Regions from separate parts of the Zea mays genome. Here all the other regions are linked to region 2. Evidence: chromatin contacts called from public Hi-C data. All regions are on one chromosome and are shown on one strand. Each heading gives the region's core, a stretch centred on a gene start, on an enhancer-like site or on the middle of the called end of the contact. The rest is flanking DNA. Distances are from core to core; before and after follow the strand shown. Region 1 holds the start of LOC103637910 (mechanosensitive ion channel protein 10). Region 2 holds the start of LOC542532 (ferredoxin-thioredoxin 1). Region 3 has its middle 12 kb from the start of LOC100101543.

Evidence for each region. Hi-C and Micro-C count contacts between places; a contact is called where the count stands out from the background.
Region 1: a contact with region 2 is called in a Hi-C map of tassel, with 2.1 times the contacts expected there. The contact joins the promoter of LOC103637910 here to the promoter of LOC542532 in region 2. A contact is called at or near these places in 2 of 25 Hi-C or Micro-C datasets (ear and tassel).
Region 3: a Hi-C map of tassel shows a contact between it and region 2, with 2.4 times the contacts expected there. The contact joins the enhancer-like site here to the promoter of LOC542532 in region 2. A contact is called at or near these places in 2 of 25 Hi-C or Micro-C datasets (ear and tassel).

What each region holds. Positions count from the first base shown.
Region 1 is chr9:11,094,092-11,098,040 of Zm-B73-REFERENCE-NAM-5.0, forward strand. It overlaps LOC103637910 (mechanosensitive ion channel protein 10), which reads left to right and starts at 1,681. Exons shown (of 5, transcript XM_008660921.4): 1 at 1,681-3,359; 2 at 3,457-3,580. The coding sequence starts at 2,074.
Region 2 is chr9:11,327,570-11,331,544 of Zm-B73-REFERENCE-NAM-5.0, forward strand. It overlaps LOC542532 (ferredoxin-thioredoxin 1), which reads right to left and starts at 1,614. Exons shown (of 6, transcript NM_001305869.1): 1 at 1,243-1,614; 2 at 995-1,119. The coding sequence starts at 1,348.
Region 3 is chr9:11,176,857-11,181,176 of Zm-B73-REFERENCE-NAM-5.0, forward strand. No RefSeq gene overlaps it. Among protein-coding and RNA genes, the nearest start is that of LOC100101543, 12 kb to the right of the region's middle. Within about 2 kb of position 1,590, at least 16 of the 20 cell types and tissues checked have an H3K27ac peak or open chromatin away from gene starts, as enhancers often do. A contact at or near this core is called in ear and tassel, where this site is marked.

The DNA.
Region 1 (3,949 bases), core at 431-2,930, 230 kb before region 2:
GTACGCCGCCGACGAATTCCCGAGAGCGGCTTTTTTCACTAGAGCCAGCTTGCGCGCACCGGACACTGTCCGGTGCACCCAGACTGAGCAGAGTCTTGGCTGCTCGAGCCAAGTCTTTTCCAATTGTCTTTTCTCTGATTCTAGCACTTAGACAAATATGTTAGTACACAAAAACCAATGTAATAAGTCTAGAATCATACCTTTGTATTGATTTGCACTTTGTCCACCCTTTGGCATATACTCATTCCCTTAATGTGTGTTGGGCACTTAATCACCAAAATCTTATAGAAATGGCCTAAGGGCACATTTCCCTTTCATTACCCCCTAATTCAACCTCGTGCGAAGGAAAATTTGCAATACTAGATTTATCAAATGCACATACTAGTCTCCTATAATCGTTTTGCATACCCCCTATGATATTTTGCATTTGTTCCCGCTGTTCATCTACATAATTCTTAAGAGATTGTAGCTCGTTTGTTTTACTTACATTGGGGATATATGGTGTGGGTCGAAGCGAAGCCGAATCCGTCGCCCGTTGTCGGACGACTTTATTGTTCCTGTCCACCTTGAATTTGGCCAGGAACTTTGCTCTCGCCTCTTGGATCAGCTGCTCCTTATGCTCCTCGAACTGGAGCTGTTCGTCAGCCGGCAAGGTTTCCCAAGTCGGTTCTATAATGTTGCTGGGAGAGACTTCAGAACTATCCCTTGAACCGGCCATTGAGGGCCGATTTGATGGGTCTAGATGTGTTTCCCCAGCGGAGTCGCCAAAAAGTATGTTGACACCTTTTTAGGGCGCCAATCACTCAACACGAACCAACGGCGGTGCTCTCTGCACAGGGGCCGACGGTCCGCGGCCAGGGGCCAGACGGTCTGCGGCCTGGCGCGAGGCTAGGTTTTCCTGCCTGACGGCTAGATGGTCGGCGCCCTGGGGCCGGACGGTTCGCGTCCTGGGGCCGGACGGTCCACGCGTGCGCAGGGGTGGCGGAAGATCGCCTGCGACGCCTGGATCTCGCTCCCGGGAGGGACCCTCTCGGGGAGGAGAGATCCTAGGAGTTGTCTAGGCTCGGACAGGCCGACCTAGACTCCTCTAATCGACGTAGAGTCGAAGAAAAGCGGAGAATTTGGAGATTGGAAGACTAAACTAGAACTACTCCTAAGAAATAAATGCGAAATAGAAGTGTTATTGATTCGATTGATTATTACAAATCGGTCGTATACCTCTCTATTTATAGAGGAGGGGGGCTGGACCCTTTACAAACTAATTTCCGAACTAATTCCGCGAATCTAGCTAACAACCGTAGCACAGAACCCAGAACCCAGAACCCTAAACTGATCTGCGCGGACCGTCCGGCCCACAGGCGCGGACCGTCCGTCGCTCAAACCGGTGTCCAACACAACCAAACAAAAACAAGATGCTTTTTTTAGAGCTCTTCCTCACGAGGGAGCTAGAAGAGCTCTATCAAAGCGGCTTTATATAAATTATTGTTGATTGGAATTTGAAATAGAGGCTGACCTCCGTGTCAGCCACGTGCTCCAGTGTTGCACGGTGCGCTATGTCAGCGATCTTGGCCGCAAAAAAACTACGGCCACCGACTCCAGTGACCACAGTAGTGCTAGTGCCCGATGCGCTAAGTCAGCGATCCTTCTTTTTTACGATTATCCTCGTCAATGTAATTAATGGAAGATCAGATCAGATCAGATTTTGCTTCCCAGCTCCACCCACCGAGAGTCGGAGCGTGATCAAGCAAAGACCTAGGCTGCGAGGCGACAAACGCCACGACCCGGCCGCGTGCGGCGTGCCGGTCCGGCGGACGAGCGTGGCGCGCGGGAAGCCCTCCCCCTCGTCGTCCTATAGAAGTAGTTCTTTCGCCTTTTTATAATCGGTCACTCCCGCCCCCCCCAGTTCCGCCGCGCGTCCCCGCTTGCCGCTGGCTGCTGAGCCGCCGCCGTCAGACTCCGAACCCAGGTTAATAGGCCCGCCGCCGCCAGACTCCCCGCTTGCCGCTGAGCCGCCGCCGCCGTCAGACCCCAAGCCCAGGTTACTAGGCCCGCCGCCGCGCGCGGGGGCGGGCTATGGACCAGTCCACGGCCAAGGCGGCCGCGGCGTCCAATAACGCGGACCACGTCCTCGTCATCCCGCCCGGCCACCCGCCGCCACTGCACCCGAGAAATAACCAGCAGCCGGAGACTCCCAAACTCTCTCAGAACCCCGAGAAGCCGCTGCCAACCTCCAGCCCCTCGCGCCCGCCGCTGCCCCCCGCGGCCCTCCGCCGCCGCTCCTCCATCGCCAAGCCCAAGTCGCGCTTCGTCGAGCCGCCCACCCCGACGCACCCGCACTCCGCCCACCCCTCCCCAGTCCACCCCGCCGCCGCCGCCTCGCTGACCGCCACCCCGACCCATCGCGCCGCGGGCGGCTCCACCCCTGCTGCAGAGGTCGACGACGACGAGGACCTCTTCCGCAACAAGGACGGCTCCCGCGCGCCGGCCTCCGCGGCGCGCTGCCGCCGCCGGGCCCGCCTTGGCGTGGAGCTCTGCGTGCTCGTCCTCTTCCTCGGCCTGCTCCTCGTCAGTCTCGTGGTGGCGCCCCTACAGGGCCGCGTCCTGTGGGGGCTGGAGGTCTGGAAGTGGTGCGTCATGGTCATCACCGTCTTCTCAGGCCACCTCCTCAGCCAGTGGCTCGTCACGCTTATCGTCTTCGTTATCGAGCGCAACTTCCTGCTGCGCACCAAGGTGCTCTACTTCGTCTTCGGGCTCAAGAAGAGCTTCCAGGTCTGCCTCTGGCTCGCGCTCGTGCTCATCGCCTGGTCCCAGCTCTTCGACAGCGAGGTCGGCCGCTCCCGTAAGACCGCCAGGATCCTCAACTACGTCTCCAGGTTCCTCGCCTCCATGCTCATCGGCTCCGTCATCTGGCTCGTCAAGACCTTCCTCATGAAGGTGGTCGCGTCCACGTTCCACCGGAAGGCCTTCTTCGATCGGATCCAAGAGAGCGTGTTCCATCAGTACGTGCTGCAGACGCTGTCAGGCCCGCCGTTGATGGAGCTGGCGGAGAATGTGGGGCGCGAGGGCAGTGGCCTTGGGCGGGTCAGCATCAGCAGAGCCAAGGAGGAGAAAGGCGTGCCAGAGGTGATCGATGTTGTTAAGCTCAGGAGGATGAGTCAGGAGAAGGTCTCAGCATGGACGATGAGAGGGCTCATCACAACAATCCGAAGTTCTAGGCTGTCAACTATATCTAATACTATCGAGAGCAGCTTTGATGATGTAGATGGCATTGAACAGAAGGATAAAGAGATAAATAGTAAATGGGAGGCCGAGGATGCGGCATATGCCATATTCAAAAATGTCGCAAGGCCCGGCTATAAGTGAGGACGACTTCAACTTTTCAGTAGCCATTTTTTTTGTCTACATATGTATGCATGGCTCAACACTCGCAACAATTCTTTTTAATTGTTGACATAGGCACATTGAAGAGGTGGATCTGCTGAGGTTTTTCACCAAGGAGGAGGTGGACCTGCTGATTCCAACTTTTGAGGGAGCACCAGAAACCGGAAAGATCAAAAAATCTGCTCTAAAGAATTGGGTGGTAATGAAAAAATGAACACATTTACTATCTCTGTTTTTGTTCTGTTTCAGAGTTCATAGGAACATATTATTGGTTGACCCATGTCTCGTGTCTTGAATTTTGATAATTGATATGGTGTGCCGATGCAGTCGTAACTGTGGATATTGAGCCTGGTGTGGTAGGAGAAACTTGTAACTGAATATGCATGATTTGAGGATTATATGTTTATGTATAATTGTAATTTGACTTTCTTACTTATGTATTTATAAGTCATTTCATTTTTAGTCGTTGCAAATCATTTGATTCCTTGAATCAGGAAACAATACACAATGTCAATATATGTTCTGTTTTGTAAATTTTGATGTAGTCATTGCAAATCATTTGGCTTGT
Region 2 (3,975 bases), core at 364-2,863:
TTCCTATATATACCTATCATCAAGAAAAGATGATGGTTGCTCTGAGAAAACCAGGGTAGAGCACTTGCATTAAACATACTCATGTGCTTAGATATAAGCTTGCTGATTTATAATTGTAACGTATTTGTTCCCTCAATTCCTAGAATGGCACTGAAACTAAAATACTTAACCCTAAACTTCTAAATAGATCCACCTACGAGTCACGGACCCACTGCCCCACAAAATGTGTGTTTTGGGTTGGGACCAAGAGAGGAAAAGGAATTGTTCAGCATTACCACCGTCCTCAACCTGGTGGTGCCCTTAAAGGCTTAAATACAACTGTGCTTTGCACGTTTTAGAGCAACCTTTTTGCTATAAAATAAACTATCTTTTTTCCAAATTATATTTCTCTCTTGTGACAAATATTTACTGGGAATTTGGATGAATAAGTGGAGTCATATATCAACCACCTGATGCACATAAGCTGGCTGTGCCAAACAGCAACTGAAGCTAGCATCTCAGTAGTGTCAAGACTCTCCTCTGCACAGTTACCTCTCAGGTTATAAATACGGAGCTGTAGGCTCCTGGGAGGATTACCATTACCAAGAAGCATTGCTAGGAGAATTAATTTCCTCTGATCCATATTACTGTTTCTTCCTTTCAGCTTTATCCTTAAAATGAAATAGCTTCTGTTCTTCCCCAGTGCAAGAACATAGTGCTATTCATGGCTTAGCCTGGTTGTAACTGTGAATGATGGCGGCGTTTGTCATCCCTCTTAACATTTTGCTAATTTCTAAGCCTTATATGACACCTATGTTGTCACCCAATCCGCTACTTTCTGTTCTAGATTGTTATTCCCGGCCTTCGCTTCCATTCCCCCTACTTATATACCCAAAAACATTGTGCTAGGATGCCAATATACCTAAAGCTCGGTGTCAATCAAGTGGATATCTTTGATGTTGGCTCGCAGTATCACTTATAAGGACGGAGTTCAGCACTATCGGACGGTACTGACCTTGATGACGACGGCAGTGACTGTCTTGTCGGCGCAGAAGAAAGTGTTGGAGCGGCGGGCGTACTGCTCGGAGAACTTGCGCATGACCTCCACTGACTTATCATTGGAGGCATCCGCTCCCGCGGCTGTCCACAGCAGATATCATTGTCATATCAGTCAGTTCATCCCGATTTCAGTGAGGAGAGGGCAAAAAATGGAGTTCATCAATTGGAGTCCTCCACAAATCTGGGGGATTGACGCGAACGTACCCTGGGCTCGGACGGCGCATCTGCGTGGGCGTCCTCTGGTCGCTGTCGACAACGGGCGGACGGGGAGCCCCCCGCACCCAACGGTTGTGGTGACGGTGGATGTCATCGCCGGCCGGTGCCCGCCCGCCGATCTTGAAGAAGGCGGTGGTGGTCCCAGTGATTTGGGCGGAAGGGAACGGAGCGAGGGGGAGCTGGAGAGTTAACGGTCCAGAGCAGAGCAGAGATGAGGAGGGAGAGAGCAGAAGCTGGTGAGGAGTGAGCCTTGGAGACCTCGGTGGGAGCAGCGTCAGATGGTGTGGAGAGGTGGATGGAGGGGCGGCGGCTGTGCGGCTGTGCCTGTCCCCTGTTCCTTGTCCCCTGTTTGTGGATAGAGAGAAAATATCCGGTGCTTTAGGGCCAGGGCGTTTGGTTCTCTGAGCGTGTCGCCGGGACAGGCCGTCATTAGCGCATAATTATGAATATTAAGTAATTTTAAAATAAATTAAGATTTGTATTATATATTTTAGTAAATTAAATTTTATTATGCCCTAACATAATAAACAATTAATATTTTAGTATTTCTTTTAATACATTCATATTATATACACTTAAGCCCATAGATAACGTTTAGACTATGTGAGCAACCAATCACACGTTTAATACTTCTGAGCCCACATAATTCAGTTCAGCTCAGACAGCATTTCTATATAACAAACGCGGACGGAAAGCTCGCTCCTCAGTAAGCCACGTCATCCTTTAGTTGTGCAGCCGTTCGATCGCGCTTCGACGGTCCCGTGCAGCTCTCCAATCCGCTATGCAACGAGAAGTTTCCAGATGGTCCATCATCTCCAGCTAAACGCCCACCGTCTGGCCCCAACCTGCGCGTAGGCCCATGAAGCTCCTCCCTCCCATGGAATTTCTCTCGTCGTCTCACTCAGAGAGCAATCTCGCGCCGACCGCCCACATCTTCTCGGCAATACTCTCTACCACGTCCTTTCAAACTCCATCCTTTAACACGGCGGGCGCCTTCTCTACGAGCTCCTTGGCCTCCTTCAGACCCAGATCCTTGAACGGAGGAGGTAGGCGCGCTCTTGGACGAGGACGTGGCGAGGTATGCCACGGCGGGCCTGGTTGCCATGAGCATATGGTCGACGCCGAGGCAGCCGCTCAGGCATCTAGGGAAGAGGCCTCAAGGACGTACGGTGAGCCCGCAGGTCTCGTCAACAAGCATAGAGCCGTGTGGGATCGGGTTGATGGCGGTGGAGGAGGAAGCATCATCCTTTATGTGGAGGAGGTAGGCGCTGCTGGCGGTGGCGGCACGTCTGCACGCGCCGTGGCTCTTGGCGGATTCGTGGGCGTTGGCGTGTGCCTGGACGAGGACACGGCGAGGTGTGTGGCGACGACGCAGGTCGTCGGGAACAGCAGCACCTAATCCCTCCCAGTTTCTACTGCCGAATGAAGATGCACGGATCCTGCAAAGAGCAAACCTCAAGCATTCACACAGATCGACAGTTGTGTTCGAGCATACAACAGCATATGAGAACACTCTGACATGCTCATATTTTCCCTCACGAGCTCCGCACGGTGTGGTTGGGGAACGGACGGGGCGACAACAGCGCACTCAGATGAGGCAGCATGGTCGCAATGAGGAGGCGGGGGCAGAGGTCTCATTTCTGTGTCCTGTAAAGCTGGTCCCAATTTGAGGTATGCGCATATGAGGTTTTTATGATTTGCTAACTGAAATATTTGAAGTTCCAATTTTGCTAATGGCTCAGCCCAAATAGTATTTCTACTATACAAAAGCTATCACCATATTTGAAAAGTTTAACACGGAGTTAATTTTAATTAAGATTCACCGATTCAAATTATTATGCTATTGTCTTCTTCTACTATTATACACGCATTTTCAAACACATCCAACCTTAAGTGCAGAAAAAATCTTCGCCTAATATGTTGCAAGGTACCAACACTCCACATTAGATTTCTCATACTATAACCATATGTGTGAAGAGTTTGAAACTTGGAGTTCTTTTAATTAATTTGTGCAATAACTTGGACCATATAAATGAATCCACGATGTCTGGGAAGCCTGCTTGGACCATATAAATGAAACCATGATGTCTGGAACCTGCTAACAACCACATGCGCTCTGTAGGTGGCTCATTTAGGCTCCTGTACATAACACAACTAAGCTAAGTCGTACTGCACACTACTATTGCTACTAGCTTTCAAGTGGCAAAAAAGGTGATGTTTAATCATGCATGCTTATTCTATTTTTTGTCCATGTGTAGTGTTCTTTCAAATTCTTTTTTTTGTCAGACTTCACTGTTTCCTCTCCAGTTATTTTCAGGTTTTATGCACTCACGACAAAAGGAAGGTTGCTTCTGATTACATCTTCATATTCTTGTGAGATCCGACAATTTCATTTATGACATAGCAAGAGACAAAGGTTTGTATTCTGTTATTCTGGTTCGTTCTTTTGTTATCACACGACATAACAAAAAAAATTTAATAATGTTGACTTGATTCCATCATCAGTGCCTTGAATGCCTGGAATTCCGTCGGTACAACAAGAAAATCCCTAAAAAGCACTTGAACCTAAAAAATCCATTAAAACATGGCTGATGCAAACCTTTGAGGTTTGTTAATCTAATTTTATAGAATCCCCCAAGCAGCATCACCACATGTACATATACGACATTTTCATTTCAACTACATTTTTTTAGTAAAACGTCTTCATTTGCTTTTACTCAT
Region 3 (4,320 bases), core at 340-2,839, 150 kb before region 2:
CCTACCGACCCCAATACGACCCTAGGATCTTACCCCTCCCGGGAGGCAAGACCCACTTAATCCACTCAAGATCTCTTCCTCGACTTGATTTCTTAATCCCTATGCGACTCTATGACGTCTGGGTACGCTCCGGGTGACCTACCGATCCGGAGCACCCTAAGATCTCTCAACCAGAGGGCGAGATCTAGGTTCCTGCGAGCAGGAAGAGGACCTTGCGCCATCGCAGACCGTCCGGGCCAGAGTGTGGACCATTCGGAGCAACGCAGGGAAGGATTCGCTCCTGCAGCGAGGTCGCGAACCATCCGGCCAAGAGTGTGGACCGTCCGGAGCGACGCAGAGAAGGAGCCACTCCTGCAGCAAGATCACGGACTGTCTGGTCCAGAGACGCGGAATGTTTGTGCCGCCACAGAGGTCACCGCCAGGCAGTGCACCCCTAGTGTTTGGTGCTAGATCGGCACCACCCTAGTGTTTGGTGCTAGATCGGCACCTTCAAACGTATATCCCGACTCAATGTGTGTCGGTTGACTGAACGATCTACCAAAGTCGAGAGGTTTCCCGTGACGACAAGAAGAGAACACAAAAATTAAAAATCACATGTACACTTGATCTTATATAATATATGTAACAAAAAAACTTAAAAATTCACAGAATAAATACAAAAAAATAAAATGCAAATAATAAAAGTAATTAAAATAGATATAAAATTAATGACTACACAAGCAGTAAAATAAAATAACAAAACATGAAAAGAAAACTAAAAAGAACTAAAGAAAACATTACTCTTGGGTAGCTAAAGTGTGGACCTGGCTCGTTCGTGCGCTCGCTATGGGCCATGTTATGGCCCGTGCTTGAGTGTTCGAGGCCTCGATCCCTAATTGTCGACACGCGACTCCTGTGTCCTGTCCGAGGGCTTGGATGATAAGATTTCTCTGCTCATTTCACCTACCAACTAATATCGCCAATATCACATACTCATAAATATTATAGCACCTCATTAAAAGATAAAGTTTAAAATAACACAAATTAATTATTTAGGGTAGAATAGAAATATAAAATAATACATATATGAAAAAACATAAAGGAAAAATAAATTAAAATGGAATAAAAAATATAATAAAATAACTAGTTATAGTAAGAGTAAATAAATAAAGTAAATGTTTTAGAATATAAAAATACACAAAATGAAAAACAAATAAATAAAAAAATAAACTGAAAAACAAATAGAAGCATGGTGGGAAAAAAGAATAAGAAAAATAAAGAAAAGACATGGATATGGAAAATGAAAAAGATACGGCAGCGATGTGGAGGAGAAGTACATAGACATTCCTGCATCGATGTTGTTATTGGGCCAACGAAATAAACAATAAAGCCTATAAAAAAATATAGGATGCTGAGTTGCTGACACATATGTTGAAGTTTGGCGCGTGGTTTGCATCCGGCGGACCGGACGGGATGATTGCCCGGCCAGCACCCATCTCAGTACCACATTTTGCGGCGGCGAGTACAGTCAACGGTCAACAGGAGCAGCGCGGCCAGGCCAGACGCGCTGGGACATGGCCCTGATTCCCTGAACAAGACACGCCTGACTGACCACCTGCATCACACCTGTCAGTAGAATAATGCCGCACCCGCACCTGCTCAAGGCAGGGAGGCCACGTCTCGTCTGCCGCTTGCTTCCCCGGCGCAGACGCCACGCCACCACCGAGCCGCGCCACGACAAGCGAGAGCGCGCCGTGACTTCATTATTCGTCTTCGTTATTAGTCCCTTCAGCCGTGAGACGAGACAAGCTTAAATTGAGAAACAGTCTTCATTAGACTACAGGCTTCATTAGTCTCGTGCGAACTGATCTCCTTGCCTAGTGAGTTAAGCCACTTCTTATTTAGGTTACCATTCTTACTTAACATCTCCTTTCAGCATTTTAAAATAATAACATTCTTAAAACAAACTTCATTAGAGGGTGAGTTAAATCAATTAGATTATTACAAGAAAAGAAATGAAGGCATACATTTTGTCAATTTTGATTGTTTCACGAGAGCCAGTGAGGGCCTACTCTTCATCTCACCCCTCGGGAAACATGTGCGCTACGTGCTGCGCCTCCATTTTCCGGCATCAAACAACGTGGCCGAGTACGAGGCTTTGGTTAATGGGCTGCGCATCGCCGTCGAGCTAGGGGTTCGGCGCCTCGACGCTCGTGGCGACTCGCAGCTTGTCATCGACCAAGTCATGAAGAACTCCCACTACCGTGACCCGAAGATGGAGGCCTACTGCGACGAAGTTTGGCGCCTGGAAGACAAGTTCTACGGGCTGGAGCTCAACCACATCGCTCGACTGTACAACAAGACTGCGGATGAGCTGGCGAAAATAGCCTCGGGGCGGACAACCGTTCCACCGAACGTCTTCTCCAGAGACATACATCAACCCTCCGTCAAGATCGACGACACGCCCGAGCCCGAGGAGGCCTCGGCCTAGCCCGAGGTACCCTCGGCCACCGAGGGTGAGGCCCTGCGCGTCGAGGGGGAGCGGAATGGGGTCACGCCAAACCCGAACTGGCAGACCCCGTACCTGCAATATCTCCACTAAGGAGAGATACCCCTCGACAAGGCCGAAGCTCAGTGACTGGCGCGGCGCGCCAAGTCGTTCGTCTTACTGGGGGATGAAAAGGAGCTCTACCGCCGCAGCCCCTCGGGCATTCTCCAACGATGCATATCTGTCGCCGAAGGACAAGAGCTGTTGCAAGAGATACACTCGGGGGCTTGCGGTCACCACGCAGCACCTCGAGCCCTCGTGGGAAACGCTTTCCGACAAGGTTTCTACTGGCCGATCGCGGTGGCCGACGCTACTAGAATTGTACGCTCCTGCCAAGGGTGTCAATTCTACGCGAGACAGACGCACCTGCCCGCTCAGGCCCTGCAGACAATACCCATCACCAGGCCATTTGCTGTGTGGGGTCTGGATCTCGTCGGTCCCTTGCAGAAGGCACCCGGGGGCTTCTCGCACCTGCTGGTCGCCATCGACAAATTCTCCAAGTGGATCGAGGTCCGACCCTTAACCAGCATCAAGTCTGAGCAGGCGGTGGAGTTCTTCACAAACATCATCCATCGCTTTGGGGTCCCAAACTCCATCATCACTGACAATGGCACGCAGTTCACTGGGAAGAAGTTCCTGGACTTCTGCGAGGACCACCACATCCGTGTGGACTAGGCCACCGTAGCTCACCCCATGATGAATGGGCAGGTGGAGCGTGCCAACGGTATGATTCTGCAGGGACTTAAACCGAGGATCTACAACGACCTCAACAAGTTCGGCAAGCGGTGGATGAAAGAGCTACCCTCGGTGGTCTGGAGTCTGAGGACGACGCCGAGCCGAGCCACAGGTTTCTCGTCGTTCTTTCTAGTCTATGGGGCCGAGGCTATCTTACCCACAGACTTAGAATACGGTTCCCCGAGGACAAAGGCGTACGACGACCGAAGCAACCAGACCAGCCGAGAAGATTCATTGCACCAGCTCGAAGAAGCTCGGGACGTGGCCTTACTACACTCGGCGAGGTATGAGCAGTCTCTGCGATGCTACCACACCCGAAGGGTTCGGCCCCGAGGCTTCCAGGTGGGAGACTTGGTACTTCGGCTGCGGCAAGACACCCGAGGGCGCCACAAGCTTACCCCTCCCTGGGAAGGGCCATTCATCATCGCCAAGATTTTGAAGCCCGGAACATACAAGCTGGCCAACGATCGAGGCGAGGTCTACAGCAACGCTTGGAACAGCCAACAGCTACATCGCTTCTACCCTTAAGATGTTTCAAATCGTTCATATACCTTGTTTTTTTACATACATAAATAAAGTCTAACCGTCAAGGAAGGATCAGCCTTGCCTCGGCAAAGCCCGACCCTCCCTCGGGGGCTAGAAGGCGGGAGCCCCCCTCTGCGTCAAAATTTTCCTCGAAAAAGTCTTTTGCCAGAACGTCTTTCACGCTTTTCGACTGCTTCGATAGCGGGGTCCTAAAAAAGACGAGAGTACAAGTAAGCGGTAAGGCCGACCGAGCCGAGGGACTCCTACGCCTCCGGGATACGGATACCTCACTCATCACCTTCCGCGATAAGTAACTCACGCTCGGATAAGCGAGTCTGCTACCGAACAAGTCCTAACGCTTGAAAACTTTTTGCCAAAACTACTTTCGTTCCGTTTCGACTGCTTCGATAGCAGAACCCTAAAAACGACGAGAATACACGTAAGTGGCAAGGCCGACCGAGCCGAGGGACTCCTACGCCTCCGGGATACGGATACCTCACTCATCACCTTCCGCGAAAAGTAACTCACGCTCA